Linked DNA regions of Dromaius novaehollandiae: region 1 is linked to region 2. A link is a contact called in public Hi-C data. All regions are on one chromosome and are shown on one strand. Each heading gives the region's core, a stretch centred on a gene start, on an enhancer-like site or on the middle of the called end of the contact. The rest is flanking DNA. Distances are from core to core; before and after follow the strand shown. Region 1 has its middle 7.2 kb from the start of DRD5. Region 2 has its middle 20 kb from the start of WDR1.

Region 1 (4,327 bases), core at 1,511-4,010, 260 kb after region 2:
TTTTGTAGAGTTGAACATTCCAAGATTTTTACATTGCCTTTTATCAACTATATTACCAGACTGCCAGTGAAAATCAGGTTGGCTTAATTCCCGAAGAAGTCAATGTAATTTTGTCTCTGGCTTCAATGGAGTAAAAACTTTACCATATGGAGTAATTTGAAAATAAATTTCTTTTAAACTTCCTGATTTCTCAGTTTATTAACAGGATCTATCAATATTAAATTGAATGTGTAAATTATAGGATGTTTCAGCTGATTTTTTTTTTATTGAAACACCTGCAACCTATGTCACTTCTCTTAGTATTTTTACCCTGTTCATTAACTTAATATGAGATTGTCTTCCACAAAATAAGTAGTAAAGCCAAGTCCTTAATGGGTAATATGGAAGCAAACAAACAATAATTTCTGTAGTGAAGATGGCCCTGTTCTGAAGACTTGACTTTTAAACTTGCTAGAAATAGGGACCTTGGAAGACTAAGAACAGTCACTCCGTGTATGCTTACTTTTGTCCTTCTCTTCTGAGCCATAAAACCAGGGCAAAGACACTTGTGTTTCCCCCTTTTTCCCCTTGGTGTCAGTGAAAATAGCACCTTTGGGGAGATCAGGACTGTCCAGCTGGCCCCGACTGGGCTGGTAACATGGAAACACATGCAGAAACACGAGCGGCCATTGGCCTGAGCAGAAGTGGACATTTCATCTCCTGCTCTGCCGAAATTGCACTCAGAGTGGTCAATCTTCAACCCTCCGGCAGCCACTTGATCTGGCAGCACAGAGGAGACAAAAAGCTTCCTTAGGGGCCAGATCACCCTAGTCGGGGAGGATTTGGGGGTAGGGGGGAGACAGCAGCATGGTCTCAGCCTCTCAAGGAACACAGACAACACCTCAGAGGGTTGGATGAATAACCTGTCACTGGTCTTTCTTCCTCCAAAAAGGCAGCAGTTGGATAGAAAGGAACAGGATGAGGAAGCAGGACCCCAAAATCTCAGCTACTTCACTGTCACCGGGGGATACTACAATCCGGAAGACTACAATCAAGCTGATTTTACAAGTGTCTCAACAGTCAGAATTGATAGAGTAGATCTGTACTTTTTAAGGGTCATATAGAATCAGGATTAGATTTTGTATTTCATGATTCACTTTGGAGAAGGATTCCTGTTTCAAATTTTAAACAGCTAGTCTCAAGAATGAGCAACTTCGTCACATTGAGATAAACATCAGTAAATTACTGTTTGTTCTTAGTTCTGCTTTTCGTTCGCCTGCAGTATGACATACAATAAAATGTTTTTTTATGGAATCAACAGGTTTCATTCATCTTCATTCAAACAGCAGAGTATCAGCCACAGAGTTTAGAAAGTTCTTTCTTAAATATCTATTATTATAATCCTAATGACTGTCAGTGCTGTTACAGAATGCAGAAAAAGTAGCGATGAAGATGTCAGCCTGCCAACAGAAGGCAGTGGTGTTGACAGAGGAAAATGACCATCCCTGAGATAGCAATAGCTATTTATTCTGAATTCTGAATGCCAGTCTGCATGCTGAGCACAGGCATTTCACCCTGTAGTGTGGCTAGCTTTGCCAGCCTATTGGTGTCTCCTTATCCAACATGCGTAAGGAGAGTCTAAGCAGAAATATGCCCTCTATGCTGGGCACCCAGCACCACCTCCAGCGCCTTTAGGACTCCTGTTCTTCTAGTTGACATGCTGCAGATCCAAGGAGAGAACATGGAGGACAGAATGCATATGGTCCAATAATTCAAGGGAAATGCCCCAAATTGTTCAGCAACTGCGGAGGGTTGGAACCATGTGCAGCCACGTGACAAAAATCAGCAGCGATAAGGGCCCGCGTATGAAAAGGGAGGAAGAGATGAGACCTTGGCAGCCTCATACGGAGCAGCCCCAGAACGTGATCAGTCTGGGCAAAGCCGTCAGTCCAGGGTCATTCAGCTTGCTCAGGAACAGCATGGCTCTGCGCTATGCTCAGGTCTGCTTAAAAGTCCCAATGGATACTTCCTGGAAGCCAGATGTTTGCTCCAGCGATCCCTGTGTTGGCAAAACAACAATTGAACCCAGTGAGTTTTTATTTTTGCAAGCGCGGTCAATCAGAAGACTCCTACATATATGTTAACTTTCAAGATATGTTAAAAGATTATTTTTGCCCTGGGCATTCAGCAGAGGTAACTGTGCTTGAGCCAGTCTTCATCAAAAGTAAAACGTGTACTGGTCTGAGAAAAAGAATAGTTGCTTTAGGGATTAGTTGGTTCTCAGATTGTCAGGGCAGAGAATGAAACCAAGGACAGAAATTATCAATGGAAATATTGTCCAGCTGCATTCATCAAAGAAAATGTTGCAGATCAAATTATCTGATATTTGTGATTGTTTATGGCACACAAGCCATACCAATTGCAGTAATTACCTACAGTAATGATACCCAGCTCTGAATCTGAATTGCAATTTAGAATAATTTGCAACTATTTATTGTTATTGGCCTGGCCCTTCTAGTTAAAAATAACTAGCTAAAGCAGTTCCTTTTAGTACTATGGACAGAGATTTATGACCCAAGGAAGGACAGGTTACTTTATTTTAGCTCTAACACTATCCAGACATAAAAGATAATTATGAGAATTATAGGTGCACAAAGGAAGTTTAACATTCATTGCTGCTTTGACAGCATGATGCAAAGGTATGTGCCATAGTGTCTTTCCTTGAGTCATTTCATCTATCGACTATGCCCCACTACCTTATTTTCTCTCGGTGCCAGATCCCCATCTAGCGGCGTGCAGCCTGGCTTGCTTGCATCAGCCCTCACCTGAACCTGATAACCGCATGCTGCAGCTTTATGCCATACTTAAGCGCACAGCTGATGTTAAATGCTGGAGTCGTCATCTTTTTTTGATGTACTGGAGTTTCAGTTCCTGACTCTTGCCTACAGGAAAGGTTTTCCAAAATAATGAGCAAAGAAAAGAAAAGTAGAGGTTCAGAGAGAGGAAAGAAAGACAGGCTGATGCTTGGAAAAGGACCAAAGAATGTTTTTGAAAATATGCTAGAATATTACCATGTGTTCAAATTTTTCTTGGTAATGAAGTTATTTGATTCAGTAGGCTGTAGTGGATGCTGCCACATGGGGAGCACGGCTGGCTGTGGGAGTGCTCCTCCGACCGCAGAGAGGAGCCACGGAATATGGAGGGAATATGGAGGGAATATGCCGTAGGCAACTGCAAGTTCTGTGTCAAATCTCGGGCAGATTAGTATTATGGGACATAATGACACCTCCTAATAGAAAAACAAGGACCCTAACCAATGACTATTGAGGTTAACATGAAATTACCCACTAAAATAGATAGAAGTCAATCAGAAATTAGTATTTGTGTTAAAATCTTGAAGTTTGGAGATCTTTTTAATCCCATGGCTTTCAGGTGCAACTTGAGGAGTGTACATGTGTTTATGATAATACTTTGCATGAGATATGGTCTGTGGTGTCCTCAGACTTGTTTCTTCAGGATGCAGAAATGAATCATGTAAGGGTATTTGTACATCACTACGTGCAGACACTCACCTCTTCATTCAGCCTGTGTCCTGCCGACTGTCAGCTCACATAGAGATAAAATAGCATCCAGGTAGCATCCATTATTTTTGCTAGGCTGCTCACTGACCTGTCTTGTTAAAAGTACGACAGGGGTGTCACAGGCTTACACATGAGTAAACAAGTGTTAACTGTTAAAGTGAAAACACTGTTTATGTATCCGCAGTCTAATAGTGTCCAGAAACCTCACCTTAGAAAAAGCTCTGATGAACTTCTTTTTTTAAAAGCCTTTCTCGCTTCATTCTTGCAAATGTGATTTCTAAGTATTTCTTAATCTCATTAAGTAATAAACTAAACTACAATTCTTATTGGCTATACAAAACATTGTTGTCAAATTTACCAATAAATTATCTTGGTCACGTTATTATTACAACTTAAATTTGCACTTTATTTTCAATGAGAAACATCTCTAGCAAACAACAAAGTTTACAACCTAACAAAACTACTCTACCTTTAATTTTCTTTTTAACCAATAGATCTGTTCATTATGATCTTTCCAAGCAAGAGGACAATTTGTGTTCATCGACAGGCCTACAGGGCAATTCACTTTCATCAAGCAAATTTCTTAGGCCTGAATTTTCCTTCTTTTCTTTTCTGCTAAATTTCAACATCTGTTAGGAGTAAACATTTCAGAGCTGCCTGGACATAATCCAGCTTTTGGTCAGAGCTTGTGTTTGCCTTAGCGCAGCAGCGAGCCAGCACTAACGCAAGGTAGCTCTCGGGTATGGAGCTGCGCTCACATGGGCGCC
Region 2 (4,497 bases), core at 958-3,457:
ATCCTGACATTTGTCCCTACAATAAAACTTAAAAGATACTGCTGCCCCATTCTTTTCCAGACAACTCGTGTACCTGAATTAATTTAGAGTTAAACATAGGGGAATACATTTGACAAGGCCGTTGTTATTCTTTATGCTATGGACCAAGACTAAACAGACAGTTCTTCCCTTCAACTATCCAAATATCAATTATCCAGAAGTTTATGGCTGGCAGCAACAGTTGAAGCACAATTTAAGGGAGAAGTCTTATACCTACCAGTGAATAGCAGCCATCATAAGGGTTCTCATTACCTTCTAATCACAGTAGGGACCAACAAGTTTATGTTGGCAATTTATATAAAGTGCATTGTAGATCAGAATTCTTGTACCAGGAAGAGATGGCCTGAAAGTGAGGGTACTGCCACACAAGGAGAATAGAGTCAGAGGGTACTCGTATATTTCCTGCCCTATTGGAAAGAATGAAACACCAATGGCTGGGCAGTGTTCCCCACCAAAGGCAGAACAGGCAGCCTCACACTTTTATTTAGATTAGCAGATGTAAAAAAAAAAGCAGCAACAGCCAAACCTGAACCAGCATTTCCATAAAGGATGTGAGACACTGCAGAAAGTCCACTAACCAGTGGTAACAGAATATAATATAATTCTAAAAATGGAATTAAATAGATGTGGTTAACTTCAACAGAGAAGGCTAACTACTTATATATACAACAAAAATAGTCTCTATTGTAGATATGGTCTGTAAGGAGTAACCATAAACAAAAGTTATTGAGCAATTATTCTAGAGAAGAAATCTCTGCTACTTCCTGCCTCCAGGAAGTCAATACTAGTTGCACCAGGAAAGCCTCTGGGAACAGCATCCAAGAACATACAAACTCCTCAGCTGTGCCTGGTAAGTAGGGCAGAAGTTCCTAAAGCTCAGTCTAAAATCCCAGGAGACAACATAAGCACGATGAGATCAGTAAGTGAAGACATACCAGTTGAAAGAATATCAAACATATTGGAATATCTGCATGTCTTGGTAAAAAGGGACACAGAGACAGACTATAAATATTTTATAGATAATCATCACTACATTTAACAGGGATTGCAGCTGGAAAGAGCAAATTCTGAAGCTTCTCATTCTGAACAAGGACTCTCCCTGCAGACATACACTGATTAGCAATACCATTCACTGAAATCTGAGCCACAGAGTCCTTCAGACTTCAAGAACATTTTAAACTGGATTCATGTGTCCTTACCAGTTCACTAAACTCACTGCTCTATTATGCCACATTTACTTTCAGGAGAAGATTCTACACCATAATTGGCTATTATTTTTCATTTTTGCTCACTGCACACTGACATAACATTTGACAAAAGTTGTATTTTTAAGAAGAAAGTTTTATAAGCAGGCAGTGGTCACTGATCTTATATAAAGAAAAATCCTTTGCCATTGCTGTTTACACCTTAAGCTATTTGCGGTTCACATTTTTTACTTGCTCTTGTGATCTGTGTGTCTGATATAATCACAGTGGTGCTCTACTTTTCTGAGCAAAATGTATTCTCATTGAGAGGATAAGCAGTCCTTTGACTTACTTTAGAAAGAGATTCTCACAGCTGGAACATCTTCATGGTTTAGGAATAGTTTCTTGGTGGCTAAAGAGTTCCTTCCACCTCTCTCTCTTATTTGACCAGACTCAAAGTATGCACGACAGCCAGAGACTTCTTCCATCCATACAGGACACAATTAGACACTGGAATTCTGATCACTGCAAAAAGCCTTCAAAGTCACTGCTACAGGAGGACGGCAGAGATTAGGGTCTCTTGCAGAGAGCACCAGATATGCTCAGGCTGTTTTCCAAATAGACGCTTCCTTTAAATTTGTAGCAAGTAGATACAAACAGGAGAATAATAACCCTGTTTGTCTCTGCTGTTTTCACCTTTAAATTAAGTTTATTTTTACTCCTTTTAGGCATAATCCTTAAAAAACAAAACCCCCGGGAAATCCACATACTTCTATGTCACTGAATCAGTCAGTCTGCCTGAGCTGTCCATCCAGGCCTAGGACTGCAGGAGGAAGTGGCATGGAAATCCTATGGCATGCAGGAAATCTTGTGCTGAACAGGAGATATTTCTTCCCCAGTTCTGCAGAGGAAGTAGTTGAAGAGATTCCATAGAAAGCATTACGTTTCTGCTGAGCACACAGCAAAAACACCATACCCTTTAGAAGCTATAAGTTAGATGTATCAAGTTACAGAGGTTATAGCTTTCCCAGCACACACTTGCAATGTGTGGAAGTTCTGCCACCGCAAAACCCCTTTGTCCCCTCTCTCCTCCTAAAGACAAGGCTCTCCCTCCTCATCCTGGCTGCAGTCAACCCTGACACTGTATATGTTTGGAAACAATGACGAACAATCCTGATAGCGGAAATATTTTTAGTTTTGTCTCCCTAGCTTGTGATAGTTTAAATTGATAAAAATTCTTAAGACCAATAACAATAAAATAGTTGGCAAAGACTAGCAACACTGCTAGTTGGTCATAATTTTTACACCCAATAAAAAGAGAAAATGTGTCATTAACATGATGCATACTGACCCTCGCTATTTCCATTGTAACCTCAGTCAGACAGGCACTGAGTGTCCTGTCTATCTATCAAGCACATCCACACAGGATATTACTGCAATATTCCTTGCCATGTCCTATGGAGGTTGCAACTTAAATCCAATATCCGTTAGAAGAATGAGTTGTAAAGAGATTAAGGAGGAAAAAAAGTGTGATATTGGTAAGAAAACAGGGCTAAATAAAACAGGTTTCATGTGGGAAGACGCAACGGACTAGGTCCTGGTTAAGGTAACTCGGTTTGAAACCTATTTGAGCTCTGGACACTAGATGTCGTTGCCGCTGCGTCTCCCTATGAAACAACTTGTTCTGCTACAGGCCTGCTGTTAGTGCCTTGCTGGCAGAGGCCTGTAATCTGCAATATTTATGAATATGAACCTTTTGCTCTTGTTGCTGTAAATACACTTGCCCTTTTCTTCAGCCTGTTTTTAGGACTATCATTTCAGACACAAACTGATGCCTGAACAGAGGGGATCAGTGATGACGAGAGACAGCCACAGCTATGGGGAATCCTCCAATTCCTTGTGAAAGTCCCCAGTGCCGAGCAGGGATGTCACACACCTAGAACTCTGGCGCTGTGTTATGCCTGCATATATAAAGATATACACACATAGATATCTTTGGCTATGCATATTGCTGGCAAGAAGGCTGGAAGGTCCTCCCGTTGTTGAAGTTTCACGCACGCTGTTCTTTGGGAATCACAGGGCCGCATCCTCTTCACATTCAGCATGCCTTGCATTTTTGAGAGTGATGAAAGACTTTTTTCAGTCATATCAGAGTATCATTGATCCCTGCTTAGTTCACATGAAGGGTTAAAGAATTCTCATCCTTCAACATGGTGCAAAGAAAATTCCCCCTTTCTCGTATTGACCCAGCTATAGCAGGGAAAATGAGTTAGTCTGGTGAATGAAAATTGGACTAGTGAATGAAATGTAGAAAATAATCCTATATAGTTAGGAGCTGGAGCATCTTGTTTAGAAGAGGAAAAATTGCCATACTGGAGCAGTGGAACATCCAGCTAATACAGTATCTGGTCGCTAACAAAGCTTTTCTAGGAGGGTGGAAAAAAGTGATACTGTGGATGATTAGGGAATTACTGACCTCCTGGAAATATTTCCCTTGAATCCTCAAGAATTAGAGGTTTGAGTTTGCTCCAGTATTGAAAATCTGTATCTTTAGAAACCCTGGTCTTATTTACCATAAAGCATTCTTGCAGTATTTAATGAAAATTAAAAATGAATAATCCTACGATTTGACTAACCAGACTTTTGTACCCTGCAAAGAACTGAAACTCACAGTTTCATACTGCAGTTCTCACCCACCTTTTGAAGAATACTTCAGTAGAAGGAACTTCTTTTTACTGAAAGTGGTGCATTTCTGAATCCAAAGAAGCTGAGAAAGATTTTATTCTGTCCAGTTTGGGGCCCCCAAAGTGCAAGAAAGATACATGGCACAGGCCCAAAGGAGGGTCATCAAGATAGTTAGGGGGCTGGAGCACATTCCTTATGACAAGAGGCCGAGGGACCTGCACTTGTTCAGCCTGCTGAAGAGACGGCTTCAGGGGCACCTGATAGCAGCCTTCTCATACATACAAGACGATTACCAAGAAGGCAGAGCCAAGCTTTTTACAGAGGTGCGCAATAGCAAAACAAGAGACAATGATCACAAATTGAAACAGGGGAGGTTCTGACTTGATATAAAGGAAAAAAAAAGGTCACTGTAAGGAAAATAAAGCACTGGAGTAGGTTGCCATAGAGGCTGTGGAATCCCTGTCCCTGGAGGTTTTCAAGACTCGACTGGATAAAGGCCTGAGCAACTGGTCTGAATTCAGCTTTGATCCGGCTTTGAGCAAAAGCTTGGACTAGAGACCTCCCAAGGTCCCTTCCCGTCTGAGTGGTT

Evidence for each region. A called contact is a pair of places that touch in the nucleus more often than the background predicts.
Region 1: a contact with region 2 is called in a Hi-C map of brain, with 7 times the contacts expected there. The contact joins two enhancer-like sites. A contact is called at or near these places in 2 of 4 Hi-C or Micro-C datasets (brain and ovary).

The regions. Positions count from the first base shown.
Region 1 is chr4:73,700,316-73,704,642 of bDroNov1.hap1, forward strand. No RefSeq gene overlaps it. Among named protein-coding and RNA genes, the nearest start is that of DRD5, 7.2 kb to the left of the region's middle. Within about 2 kb of position 2,761, at least 2 of the 2 cell types and tissues checked have open chromatin away from gene starts, as enhancers often do.
Region 2 is chr4:73,444,529-73,449,025 of bDroNov1.hap1, forward strand. No RefSeq gene overlaps it. Among named protein-coding and RNA genes, the nearest start is that of WDR1, 20 kb to the right of the region's middle. Within about 2 kb of position 2,208, at least 2 of the 2 cell types and tissues checked have open chromatin away from gene starts, as enhancers often do.